4 separate regions of the Mus musculus genome follow, and all the other regions are linked to region 1. A link is a contact called in public Hi-C and HiChIP or PLAC-seq data. All regions are on one chromosome and are shown on one strand. Each heading gives the region's core, a stretch centred on a gene start, on an enhancer-like site or on the middle of the called end of the contact. The rest is flanking DNA. Distances are from core to core; before and after follow the strand shown. Region 1 overlaps Tgfbr3 (transforming growth factor, beta receptor III). Region 2 overlaps Gm33371 (a long non-coding RNA gene). Region 3 overlaps Gm33474 (a long non-coding RNA gene). Region 4 overlaps Gm42146 (a long non-coding RNA gene).

The links. Hi-C and Micro-C count contacts between places; a contact is called where the count stands out from the background. HiChIP or PLAC-seq counts read pairs in DNA pulled down with a chosen protein or histone mark.
Region 2: a Hi-C map of uterus shows a contact between it and region 1, with 2.1 times the contacts expected there. The contact joins two enhancer-like sites. A contact is called at or near these places in 1 of 15 datasets of contacts at CTCF or cohesin (the NIH/3T3 cell line), 1 of 484 Hi-C or Micro-C datasets (uterus) and 3 of 115 datasets of contacts at active chromatin or transcription factors (differentiating embryonic stem cells, fetal liver and heart atrium).
Region 3: an H3K27ac HiChIP or PLAC-seq map of heart atrium shows a contact between it and region 1, with 8 read pairs. The contact joins two enhancer-like sites. A contact is called at or near these places in 1 of 484 Hi-C or Micro-C datasets (nephron progenitors) and 1 of 115 datasets of contacts at active chromatin or transcription factors (heart atrium).
Region 4: an H3K27ac HiChIP or PLAC-seq map of heart atrium shows a contact between it and region 1, with 8 read pairs. The contact joins two enhancer-like sites. A contact is called at or near these places in 1 of 484 Hi-C or Micro-C datasets (nephron progenitors) and 2 of 115 datasets of contacts at active chromatin or transcription factors (extraembryonic endoderm stem cells and heart atrium).

What each region holds. Positions count from the first base shown.
Region 1 is chr5:107,236,636-107,239,931 of GRCm38.p6, forward strand. All of the region lies in intron 2 of Tgfbr3 (transforming growth factor, beta receptor III), which reads right to left. Among named protein-coding and RNA genes, the nearest start is that of Tgfbr3, 51 kb to the right of the region's middle. Within about 2 kb of position 1,641, at least 76 of the 459 cell types and tissues checked have an H3K27ac peak or open chromatin away from gene starts, as enhancers often do. A contact at or near this core is called in heart atrium and uterus, where this site is marked.
Region 2 is chr5:107,039,317-107,042,612 of GRCm38.p6, forward strand. Gm33371 (a long non-coding RNA gene) reads right to left here. Exons shown (of 3, transcript XR_389481.4): 3 at 2,395-3,296. Among named protein-coding and RNA genes, the nearest start is that of Gm33371, 4.7 kb to the right of the region's middle. Within about 2 kb of position 1,470, at least 13 of the 459 cell types and tissues checked have an H3K27ac peak or open chromatin away from gene starts, as enhancers often do. A contact at or near this core is called in uterus, where this site is marked.
Region 3 is chr5:107,060,882-107,064,177 of GRCm38.p6, forward strand. The region is part of intron 3 of Gm33474 (a long non-coding RNA gene); the gene reads left to right. Among named protein-coding and RNA genes, the nearest start is that of Gm33474, 14 kb to the left of the region's middle. Within about 2 kb of position 1,725, at least 8 of the 459 cell types and tissues checked have an H3K27ac peak or open chromatin away from gene starts, as enhancers often do. A contact at or near this core is called in heart atrium, where this site is marked.
Region 4 is chr5:107,085,930-107,089,225 of GRCm38.p6, forward strand. Gm42146 (a long non-coding RNA gene) reads right to left here. Exons shown (of 5, transcript XR_880522.2): 5 at 1-490. Among named protein-coding and RNA genes, the nearest start is that of Gm42146, 6.9 kb to the right of the region's middle. Within about 2 kb of position 1,507, at least 131 of the 459 cell types and tissues checked have an H3K27ac peak or open chromatin away from gene starts, as enhancers often do. A contact at or near this core is called in heart atrium, where this site is marked.

The DNA of each region.
Region 1 (3,296 bases), core at 391-2,890:
TCCCAGGTCAATGAGAGACCCTGTCACAGACAAAAAGTACAAAGTGTCTGAGACATAAGGCTCAGGTTATCCTCTGCCCTCTCCCAGCATGTGTACACACAGAGTAGTGCAGCCACACACACATGAACATGCATGCGTGTGTATGCACATACACAGAGACTAAATACATAAATTACTAGATTTGCCAGCACCAAGTCTCACCCCGCATGATGAATCCCCAAATATGACCAACTGACCTCCCCACCTCTCCATCAGTATTTTGGCCTCATTAGCGAGCTGAAGGAAAGAGAATCTGCCATAAGGGCTTTGGCGCTGAATTCACGGCCTTGTGTGCAGGCCTGGGGCTGTGATCATGGAAATCAGCAGGATGTTTGAGGTTAGGCTTTAACTGAAATCGTTGGTTAAAGGAAAACTAAAGCTGATCTGGTTCAGTTGATCGACAGGAGACCACACGATGAACTATCAGGAGCAAACAATAGCAACTGCCACAGGAACTGCATTGGCCTGAAGGGCGAGATACCTTCGAGACAGTGCTCTGGTCCCACAACAGCTGGCTGGGCCCCAGGGCTCACAGCCTGTTGGGAAATGAAGGGCTGAGGGGGCAAAGGTGGACCTGAATTGTTCTGAGAAGGAGCTCTGGTTAAAGCCAGTTCCCATCAGTGTCATTGCAGCTGACGGCACACCCCACCTCCAGGCTCTCTCCTCTTTTCTCCCTCAACTTCTTGATGTCTACAGAGCAGGGTGAGCAGCTGAGGGCCTTCATGACTTCATGGGTATAGCAAATGCAGAGAGACACACCAGACTGAAAGGCAACGGCTATGGAATCAGGAAACCTGAGAATGCAGAAACACCCAGAGCACAGGCCAGAAGAAGCGCCAAGCTTCACAGTAGACTCATAGATGTCAGTAGCCTTTCTATAAGGGAAAGCCAAACAACCAGTTCTTTGCAAGCAACAGACCATTGTTCCTCATAAAAAGAAGAACTCAGGGAGGATAACCCCCAAACCCAGCTGTTCCTAACACAGCTGCAGACTCAAATGCAGCTCCATAGTTTACCAAAGGACATAACCAGGCGCTGGAGAGGTTAAGAGCACACTTGCTCTTCTTTCAGAGGACCAGAGTTCAGTTTAGTCCCCATCATCCATGTCAGATGGCTCACAACCGGCTGTAACTCCAGCTCCAGAAAATCAGAAAATCAGATGCCCCCAGAGAGGCGCACGCACACACACACACACACACACACACTCTAAAATAAATATTCTTTAAAGACATAATTTAAAAGACAATTTCAAGAATTTGAATCTGTAGTACTAACAACTACTTGCATCTAAACTCACTGCCGAGAAGCTAGGCCCATGCAGCACCACACAGGGGCCCCAGTCTTGGCCTCTGTCTTTCTCTGACATAACCAAGATAAGCTCACCCTGGGATGTTCTGTCCAGTGACGAAGGATGCCAGCATTCTGGGGCCTTGTGTATGCCCCCCATGGGGGACAGAATACTTCCAGGCTACTTTTGTTTGGTTTGTCTTTGTTTTGGTTTAGCCTTGGCAATCTGGCAGGCTGTCCATGGTGTGGATGCCCTAGGCTTGAAGTGCTTATTCATTTTTGTAAACAGAGCCCAGTTACCACAGCGACTGGTGTCGGGCGCAGCTGCCTAATAGCAGAGGTCACTCTGAGCTTTCCTTGGGCCCTAAGGTCTGTTTCTCTGCATCTGTGCACAGTGATCAACAGGATCTCCTACTTCATCCAGGAGCCGACCCTGAGGGCTGCAGAGCGGCTGTGACAGGCAAACAGGATTTTGCCCCTCTGACAGGTCTTGTCCTGGAGGCTCAGGAAGAGTAAAGGGCATGAGAAGAGAGGAAACTTCCTCTCTGGGATTTGAGCAGTCCCCAGGACAGAAGAGATCTTGGAGAGGTGAAACTGGCCCTGGGCCAGAGACACTGTGTATTGTCAGGTCCAAAAGAAACTTAGGACAAATGGCTAACTGTAGTGCCCGTTAGCATACCAAAGCACATGTGGGCGCCCAGGCTCACTCAGTACCTGTGAGCACTTCTCACCCCACCCCACCCTAAACTCCTCCATTTCATAGACTTCCCTTCCCCAGCTTCTGATTCCTAGATAATCCTGCTATTTCAGCAAGGAAATCTCTTGGCCCCCTCTTGGTCATCTCTTGGCCCTCCATCTCTCTTGATCCCCTCTTTCTTGGGACCCTCTCTCCTGGTTCCTTCTCTCTTGGGCTCCTCTCTATCTTGGGCCCTTCTCTCTTGACACCCTCTCTCTTGGTCCTCTCTCGGTCATCTCTTCTTCTCTCGCTCTCTGCCTTTCTCTCCTCTCATGGCTGTCTCTGCTGGCCATGTTCAGTGGACTACTCTCTTCCCTGATCTGGACCTTTCCAGATGCTCCTGAGTGTAGTCTCCCTCATGTCTACAATAAAGAGCTCCTCAACCACACCCTGGAGTGGCCGTGCCCTCACTATACATGCATGCCATATGCCCTTCCCTGTCCCGGGTGAGGCAGAACCCATCCTCCCAGCCCACAGCAGGAAGCTCACCATTCTTTCTACCCAGCAGGAAAAACTGGCCTGGAACCCCAAGGCTTACAGGCAAGAAGCCACTATTACTCTTTCCACCTTCCCAAGGCAACTTTGTTCAAAGGATCTGCTAGGCCTGTGAATGCGCACGAGTGTGTGATAGGCACAGCACCTGCAGCCTGTCCAAGTGCCCTGGGAATGTCCACCTGTAAAAGTCAGGAGTTGTTAGCCTCCTACTCGCAGAATGCAGCTCCTGTCCTCTAGAAACAGGCTTTCTAAGAAAAACTACTATAGAGGTTGAATCACTAAGGCCAAGGTGGGTAAAACATGTGCTGTGCAAGAGCCAGAATTTGGAGCCACGGCACCCACACAAGTGCCAGATGGGTGTGTGGCAGCCTACCTGTAATCCCACTCAAAGGTCCAAGGCAGAACATCCCTGAAGCAAGCTGTCTAGCTAGACTAACCCAACCTGAAAGCTCTGGGCTCACTGGACAGGCCTGTCTAAATATACAATGTAGAGAGTGGTAGAACAAGAGCGGCCATCTACCTCTGGCCTTCCAATGCATATATACCCATAAACATGCATATATCTATACACACACACACATACAAACACACACAAGACTTCTTTAAAAATCAAGCCTCTTCTTTTGAGTAAAATCAAATCACCCTGACTGGGGCCCATAGAAGCTACGGGATGTTGTGAACATAAACCCCACTTGGCTGTCTTTGTGACCCACCTTCATTTGAAAAACATATATATAAT
Region 2 (3,296 bases), core at 220-2,719, 200 kb before region 1:
TGTTATACTTAGGAGACTCCAAACTTTGCCCTCTTCTCTTGAGGCAAAGGAGCTCTTTCTGAAACTTAAGATCCCCGTTTGGGGATTGGGAGTGGCAAGCAGACATGGTATCTGTAACTTGTTTCTGAGGTGTTCCTCAGAGGTTTCCCTCATGATTAAGCTGGTAAGGTCCATTATCTTAGCTTTGCACCAGCAACCCTGGCCCTCACCAGCTGTCTTACTGGTCACAAGTGGTATACGTGAGCAAGTGTGGGTGGACCCAGAAACACGCGTGCTACGGATACAGCATATCTTTACCACAGAGAGGGTTTCAGGAGTCACTCTGGTCCTTCTGCTTTGCGCAATGGCTATAAAGTAGGCCATGACCCTTAGAGAGTCACTGTGTAGACCTATCGGCCCGTGTTAGCTTTTTGTTGTAGTGTTTAAGGAAACTTCATCCTCTCGGAAGCCTTTCTGGCAAAATGATGGGCGAGGTTTCCAGGGTGGAGTAATAGAAGGACAGATGGCAAGTCTTCATGTGGGCGTGGGAGCTGCATCAAGCCAGTTTGAAGGCTGCTGGCAGCTGGAGTAACCTTCTCAAACTGAGTGAAGGAAAGTTATCATTTCACAGAGTAAGAAAGGCAAAGTCAGGTGAGTTCCACAGTCACCTTGCCCAATCTTCTTTCTCTCCAGAAAGCAAGATGGTGGAGACCCCACTGTGGCTACGGCCCCACGTGACCATCAAGGAAAGAGTCATCTGCGCCTTCTTCCTTCTCCTTAGGAACAGGAAAGTCTCTTCCAGGCTCCTCAGAGCTCTCACTTAACACTGCTCGGTCAGGTCACATGACTATTCCTAAGACTCCTGTGACTAGAGAAGCTGAACAAGGAGCCCTGAGTCACACTGAGGAGAGAGGGACAACAGAATAGTTAAGGTTCTATCAGGAAGGAGCCAACTGCAGGACCACCTAACTGAGCCCTGCCCATGGCTTCTGTGTCCGTATGAGCAGTCACAGGCTCTGTCCTCCAGAGATGACGTTACTCCTCAGCCTAGTCTGCAGTTTTCTTTCTTTCTTCCTTTTTCTTCTTTTAAGCACAAAGCATCACTTTTCTCAGACCTTATGCTATGATTTTGTTTCTTTCTTTCTCTTTTTTTCTCTTAACAGAGGCCACAATGGAAATCCTGCTATAGAAACACTTGAGTGCTATCAAAGGAGCAGACCATATAAGGTGCTAGGGACCTTTTTATTTTAAATAAGAAACAAAACTATTTATACTTTTACAAGGACTCTGCCCTATTTTAGTAAATATTTGGCAAAGCTTCTTGATTAAAAGAGCAAACTGACCCTTGCTCTACAGGGCTGTTTTGCCATAACTGAAATCGTTCATTAATTTTCTGAAAATAGAAGCAGAGAGGGTGTGTTCCTCCCCAATGTGCCTAATCCACTGCTTGCTGGGATTTCACTCACACAGAGGCGTAGTTGGTGAGGTGTCTTCTAGACCTCGGCCGGATCAGGCATTTCCAGCCGGTGGCCTCCAGGGCACACGTGGTCAAAGACAGCGATGGACGTGGTCCGACAGAATCCAAAGCGTCCTCAAAGGTCGTAGGAGTTTCTCCAGGGGATGTTTTTGTAACTCAGATTCGCCTTCTTGAGCCTGAGCTTTGTGGTTGCTGTGTGAAGAGTTCGGACACGCTCAGTTTCAGCTTCACTCCTCAGCAACGACCTGAAGAGAGTTTTCTTGTCCTCGGCAGATTCCCTCGTATCCTCACTTCTCAGTTGCTCCTGGGAAGTCCAGATCCAGCTCCCCATGCCGGGAACGTGGCTCCTGAATTTACTAGTTGTTTTCAGTGTTCTATCCCTTACCTGATTAAAAGTAAGAAAAATAAACATCCCCACTCATAGATCCCGAAGGATTAAATGGGAACAACACTAAGCCCATGCCAAGAGTGGAGTACAGCATCCGCTATGTAGTTGGAGAGATCACTCAGCTGTTAGTTCTTGCAAAGGACCTGAGTCAGGTTCTTAGCACCCATGTCAGGGAACACACAACTGCCTGTAACTGCAGCCTTGGGAAATCTGATGCCCTACACACATACACACACACACACACACACACACACACACACACACACTCAAACACACACACATACACACACATACACAGAGACAGCCATATAAACACACTCATGCACACACTCATATGCACACACATAAACAGACAGACACACACCCACACACACACACACATACATACACAGAGACATCCATCCATACACACACACACACATACACATACATACACAGAGACATCCATCCATACACACACACACATATACACATACACACACAGACACCCATATACACATACCCATACACACACACAAACACACACACACCCCATACACACACACACAAACACACAGAGAGAGAGAGAGAGAGAGAGAGCAAGAGAAAGAGAGAGAGAAAGCACTTTGAGAGAAACATCCACTGTCACAAGTCTCTCCTGACTTTTGCCACAGGCAAAGCGGTGCTCTAGAAAGCACTCTAAGCTAACAACAGTTCAGAAATTTCTAGAACTGGAGGTAGAGCTCAGTGGTGGAGCACAGGCCCAGCATGTATACATCCTGAATTTAACCCCCAGCACTGTCAATAAATAAATAAATACATGGAAATCTGTTGCACAAGAATGTGCACACCATTGACTCTGGTAGACGTTAAACTTAAATTGTAGTTAAAAATACTAAAAAGGAAAATTTTTTCAGAGAAATGTCTAGTTTTAGCTCTTCCCCTTAGGTGAGTCACTCTCTCTGTGTCTCCCTCAGACAAGGACTTTGTGGGAATTAGCAGCGCATAGCTCTACAGCTGGGTTTCTGGAACACTAGCATCAATCACCTGGGCTCTTACTGTAGGCAGTTTCTGTGGCTGAGGTGTGTGTGCGGAGCTTGAGTCTGGCATTTCCAGTGAGCTCCCAAGTCAAAGGCATGGTTCTGGTCCATGGTTCCCAAGTGATCTTTGTGATGCAGGGTACCATTCCAGTCACCAGCCTTGACTTGTCTCCTTGCCCACAGCATGGTATGGAGAAGGGCCACGCTGTTCCTAGAGGCTGCAGAAGTGGCCCTGAGTGTGCTCCCTCTTGGTACCAGTCCCAAGGGCTGCCATATGTACCAAGTTCACCTTTTGGTCTTGCTGTCAGAGCCCCTTCCTTACCAGCTGGTTCCAATTCTTGCCAGCCAGTTCCTTCAGGATACAGTTCAGATGGTATCAGGGTTTGCTATTGGAAGGGCCCCTCTGATTTAAGTGGGGAGGAAATAGCATGAT
Region 3 (3,296 bases), core at 475-2,974, 180 kb before region 1:
TAATGGTTGTGGACAAACTGAGGCAGCCCCATATCCCACACCTGGGATTAAAACAAGAACATAATTGAGTTTTTAAAGAAACCAAAGTTTTCACTACACACGGATGCAATTTAAACTCCTTAGTCTGCTTCCATAGTTTAGACTTATTGGCTGCCATGTGTCTCAGCCCCTGCCAAGACTAGTGTTATAGTCACCGTTTTGTTGCTATGGAGAGGCACCATGACCAAGGTGACTCTTATGAAAGAAAGCGTTTAATTGGGAGCTTGCTTGCATTTTCAGAGGTTTACTTCATTATCATGGTGGCAGGGAGACAGGCACTGGAACAGTAGCTGAGAGACTGTGGGACTGACATGGGCGTCTGCTACCTCAAAAGCCTACCTCTAGTGACACACTTCCTCCAACAAGGCCACACATCTTAATCCTTATAATCCTTTCAAATGGTGCCACTCCCCATGGTAAAGCATTCAAATATAGGAGCCTATGGGAGCCATTCTTATTCAAACTACCACAACTGCCTTCTCGTGGTCATCGGTTGTTGTTGTTGTGTTTGGTTTCAGGTTTGTGTTTTTGAGACAGGGTTTCTCTGTGTAACAGCTCTGGCTGTCCTGGACTCACTCTGTAAACCAGGCTGGCCTCAAACTCACAGAGATCCACCTGCCTCTGTCTCCTGAGTGCTGGGATTAAAGGCATGCACTACCACACTCAACCCCATAACTACCTTCTTAAGGCACACGGTCAGGTGCAGAACCTCTCTGGTGCAGCTTCCTTTGTAATCACAGAGATTGCATTAACTGCTGAAAGAAAATGTGGCTTTTTCTGAGGTGGGGTTTACTGACTACTCAGAGGTTAGTTTCCTTGGTCCTGAGGATTTAAGAAGGTGCAGTAAAAAGAATAGAGAACATCTCTCCAGTACCACACATAAGTCTGCACAAGAACTGCCAGGGATGTACAGATAATATCAGTCACGTAGCAGCAACTTCAAACAGTTTGCTCATACACAAAGTTTGCTGACTGACTGAATCTAGGCAGCCTGTGTGCAAAGCTAACTCACCATTCAGTCATGGAACTAAACTATGGTTTAGCCTTTTTTCAAAGTAAGAGACACATGTGTGACACGTTGCTAAGTCTTGACAGCTGTAGGTGTGTGGAGTTCCTCCACAGCAGCCCAAGGTGGCCCACTGACTGTCCTCTGGGACACAGATGAGCTGGGAACCAGAGCTCAGATGCAGCAATATCCAGCATCATTTAGGACAAAGCAAGAACAACTTGCTGGAGTGTAGAAGGGTTTAGGAGGGTTTAGAAGGTCATGCTGTGAGATGGTAGAAACAAATTGTTGGAGGATCTCCACAACAACAGAGGAGAGAGTGATATATCCTCAAAGGCACCATTCTGAGAGGTGAAGGAAACCATCAAAGCTTTCAGAGGTCAGGCAGAAACAATGCTGCCGGCCTAAGCCAACCAAACAGCGCGGCTCAGAGGCTGGCAGGTGGCAGAGGCCAGTGGCCCTGATTTCTTATTTCTGTCCATCACTCCGCGTACACATTGTGCTGTGCTGGACTTGCCCTCAGATTAAAAACTTGCTGCTTTGCCTAACAAGCGGACTTATTTATAGACTGTTACTATGTAAAGCGACTCCACATTTCTAAAGTGACAACAGGTCCTTAGGCAGAATTCTTGGCTGTGACACAGCAAAAGTGTTTTAGAAAGATTAGCCTGTCAAAGGTGCTCTAAATAGATACAAAATGAAATGGGGAGAGCGGAGACAGAATAGGGAGTGGGCAGGGGGAGGCCTTGGCGTACTGAGCACAGCGTTAGGGGAGAGTGATAGGCGATGCCAGAGCATGGCACACTGCTGACGGAGTTGACCAGGCTGGGAGAGGGGAGAAAATTATGGAGGATCTTAAAACAACAGGCAGAAAAGGGAATCTGGATCAGCTAGACAAATTTTACCTGAAGGTAAAATTCTGGGTTTTTGGTCCAGCTGCCATTGCCCATCGATCTTCTTACTGACTGGTTGCAAACCACAGGCTACCCATTCTTCCCAGACTCTGTTGTCTGTTTTTAAGTGTATGGCTCACACAAGTTCTACTACTCAGTCCAACTCATGGGCTTTCATTTTCAGTGTTTTCAGGTAAATCGTAATGAGCCCAACTCCCACATCATGTCACCTCTTCTTTGGCACACACAAAACAAGCATGGACCTAAGTGAAAGATGGGTAGGATGGTCCACTGCAAAGCACTTGACTTGGATCTGGCTGCATTTGTGTAGTTTGGTGCATTCAGAAATAATGCTATTGTGGTTTTGGTGTGAAGTGTCCTCTACAGGTTCACTGTTTGCACACTTGGTCCTCTCCTCAGCTGTGGACTGTCTGGGAGGTGGTATAAACTTCAGTAGGTGGGACCTAGCTAGAGACAGTAGGCCCCTGGGGCCATGCCTTTGAGGTTAATCCTGGTTTCTGGCTCGCTCTCCTTGCTTTCTAGCTGACACCCATGAGATGTTTCACTCTTCACTATGACAAGCTGAGACCTCGGAAGGATGAGACAAGATAAACTTCTTCCCTTTAAGTTGATTTTCTAGGTGCTTCATGTCATAAAGTACCATAAAATTAACATGGATGCTTGCAGATCACTTCTATAGATTAGAAGAAATTTGTACGAACTAATGTGATACTTTGACTTGCATTTTAATATGTTTTATTATAAATGTCTAGAAAAAAGTTAAAATTGGATATATCGGAAAGACAAATTATTCATTGAGTCAAGGAAGCTGATGTTCAGAAGTCAGTCAGAAATGTAAGACAGGATGTCACTGTGAGGTTGATGATCAATGCCAGAAACAATAGACAAAGGATGCATCAATGCTAAGTGAAAATAAAAGGCTCTGTGATGGAGGTGATTTCTGGCCCAGGCAACTTAAAAGAAAAGTTAAGGAAGACATGGAGGGAGAGAAGAAAGGAGGTGGGGGGGGGGGTGGAAGAGAAGAAAAGAAATATTTACAAGGTGTAACTATACCCTTTATGAGGCATAAATATACCCAAGGAAAGTAGGCAAAAATATTTGTAGCAATTTAAAAACAAAAGAGGCACAAGGAAGAACAGGATGTTATGGTTTGAATATGCTTGACTCAGGGAGTGGCACTATTTGCAGGTGTGGCCTTGTTGGAGTAGGTGTGTCACTGTGGCTGTGGGCTTTAAGACCCTCATCCTAGCTTCCTGGAAGTCAGTATCCTGCTTGCTACACCTTCAGATGAAGATGTAGAACTCTCAGCTCAGCCTGCACCATGCCTGCCTGGATGT
Region 4 (3,296 bases), core at 257-2,756, 150 kb before region 1:
TCAGAGCCACATAACTTCAGTTATATGAGTGGTGTAGGTAAGAGGCTGGAGTCAGACTATTCGGAACAAGGAATTGCCCTCTGTGGGCAATGCTGTTCTTCCGCTCTCAGGGGCCGTCCCCACAGTACTTGCCATACATGGTGTCTGTGGGTCTAAAAACTGGTCAACATCCACCATACAGTAAGCCTGGCTTCAAGGTATGTGGTGGCTCAGCTTTCTGTCATTAGCTGTAGGCTGTCCCCTCGTGGCCCTGGCTTCTGGGCCTTTCCGTCCAATCCCATTTTGGTAGGCGTATTTAATATTTATTGAAGTTCTCAGTTCTCGGCTTCTGGCAATGTTGGCAGCTGAGGGCTTGCTACAGGAACTGGCTCTGGATGAAGGGAAATGCCTTCCTCATGGCCACTTCAACTTGGAGCCACTATGAATAGCTTCCTGTAAGGTGAGGTGAGCTGAGGTCCAAGCTGTGAATGGACTGAGCTCCAATCCAAACCTGGATGAATAGAACCAAAACACCAGAGTCAGTCTGCTGTTTGCCCAGCTCATTGCTGTTGGTCTGCTGGAAGAAGAGAGGCCATTGTTTGAGGCCTGTAAGTTGGCTCAGTGGGGAGGGCCCTTGTCACCAAACCTGGTGATTCGAGTGATCACCAGGACCCACATGGTGGAAGGAGAGAAGCCCCCTGGGAGCTGTCTTTTGACCTCTACATGAATGCACACGTGCACACATGCTCACCAATAAAATAAAATGAAACATTTAAAAGGAAGAATGCTATTGTAGAGTGCTAAGAAGAAGCAGGAAGAGGAGATGTCATAAAATCCATATGATCAACCTCAAGTTGCAGAAAGTCGTCCTGTAGAATGGGGCTGAGGACCTACAAAAGCCAGAGAAGCAGCAATACTGCTAACACTATCCCAGGATTTTAACTCATTCTATCTTCATAATTTTCTGAGTTTGGTGCTTATATTTTATAGATGATAGATCTGAGGCACAGGAAACTTACTGCTTAGCTGGGTAGGGTGCCGACCTGGTCCTCGCTCTCAACCAGAATCCTAGAAGTTCCTCTCCTACTGCTTGAGCTGGTTATTCTGACCATCCGAGTTTCTAGAAAGAAATCCTTCCCTTTGGATGTAACAGCAATAGCCCTGCCTTGACAGGGTTCCCAACTGCACCCAGTCTTGCAGCTTAGCTACAGCAGAAGTTAGAGAGCAACTGGAGCTTCAAGAAAGAGTCCTGATTCAGGACTGGTGCTTAGAAACCCTTCCCTCATCGAAAGGATTGAAGAAGAATCAGTGTAGAGAAAAAGGCTAAAAGAGAGTAGTAGAAAGCTGAGCCAACGGTCAGGGGTCCCCTGCAGGTCTTGTTGGGCTTTGGTTTATGGGCCAAGGACCCATGGGCCAGCATGAATCAGGAGTCAGTCAGAGCCAATGACTCACTGCACACAAGGCCCAGGGGTTCAGGAACACATCACAAGATGCTGAGACATGTCTCAAATGCTTGCCAGCTGAGCCCATCTGGAACATGAGTCCTGAGCATGAAAGAGTAGGAGACAGAGGAGGAGCTAAATGTGCTGGTCAACGAGAGCTCACTAAGAAGTCACATCCAAGGCCAACATGAGGCAAAGGCTGTTCCTGGGACCAGCTCCACAGTGCTTAGAGCCAACTGGGGTGTTGCTGTCACAGCTGAATCCAGCTGCTTCCAGGGCAAGGAGGAGGGCACTCCCGTTTGCCCAGCCTCCCTCCAGCCCTGTCCTTGCAACTTACCCTTGTCAGGGCTGTCTGTTTTCTCAGGATGACCCATCCATTCCTAAGCGTAGGAGGCAAGAGAAAGAGACACCACCAAGCCTCCCTTGATGGTTCTTTGAGTCTCTCAAAGGAAGGAACTTATACACAAAGCCATGGAACTGTTCCTACTAAACTAAACAAAATTTTTACACTTGTCACTATTGAAATTTGGTTATAGAATTATTTGTTCCATGTCTGTCTTTCTCACTGTGAATTCCACAGCTTTGTGTGTGTGTGTGTGTGTGTGTGTGTGTGTGTGTGTGTGTCTCGGACAAGGGGGTGGTGTGGGGGTAGGGGTTGTTGTCTTGTTCACTGGAGCTTAGGAGAGTGCATGATACATAATTGGTACTCCATACCTGGGTGTTAGGAGACAAACCCTCCCTGAACCCCGAAGTCTAGTTCTTAAGGATTAGTCTGATGAAACCCCCTCCCCACCCACTTTTCAGGGACTGAACCTCAGATGTTCTGAGTCTTGCACCCCAACCCCTGACCCACCACTGAGGCCTTAACATTTGCAGAGCCAGCAATTGAAAATCCCCCTTGGAAAGTACCAGAGCTGGGGCCCCCGGTCACGTGCCCCCCCCCCGTCACGTGGGGGCCCAGGCCCCCCCCAGAAGCTTCCGGTATCAGGGGCCAACCTGGGAAGACAGGATCTCTAGGAATCACTCCGGGCTGCCCTACTCCCACGAAGAATTTGAGAAGTGAAGGGATTGTTCAGCCTTTGAAAGGAATTGTCAACAGCTAGGGAAAGCAACTGGGACTGAGGACCGCTCCTCTGCTAGGGAGGGCCCTGGCTCAGAGTCAAGTTGGCTCCCTTCCAGGTTTTTATTTCTGGTGTTTGGTGGTTAAATAAAAAAAGCCTATAAACTTAACTCCAGTTAGAAAAAAAAAATCAACTATTTCAAATATTGATCCCAGATAATCCCTTCAGACCTGGCAAGGAGACCACCCGCTGTGGGGGAGGGGGGAGCAGGTGGGGGAACTGGTGGAGGCTCTGCACACTGGGCTGAGAGATTTGGAAAACTCTTGTTTTCTCCTCTGAGTCTAGGAGCTAAGAGACTAAGAATCCGCAAGTCCATGGCTGCAAAGAGTGCCCCTCCCCCCTCTCGCCTCCCCCCTGCTCACGGCGGGACAGGAACATTCGATAATGTACCTTTGTCTATTGTCAGTAATAAGTAAATATAATTTAATGGCAATAAATTTAAAATTATATATATATATATATATATATATATAAAATCTGATCACTGAAAATGGCAAATTCTAAGTGGGGGAATTGGCAAGGTGTATATTTACACAGTTCACACAGGGAAAAATCGCCTAGTACACAAGAGCTGTTTACTTGACAGTTGCTAAAGAAATGGAATTGGAATAATGAGATATGCTTTCACGTATTACAGATTTTTTAAATGCCACTTGCCGGTTTTAACTGTAGGAAAACCAGAAAGTCAACTGGACAAAGACCACAACTGGTACTGGGTTCAGGGACCCATCAAGATGTTCTTATATGAAATTGT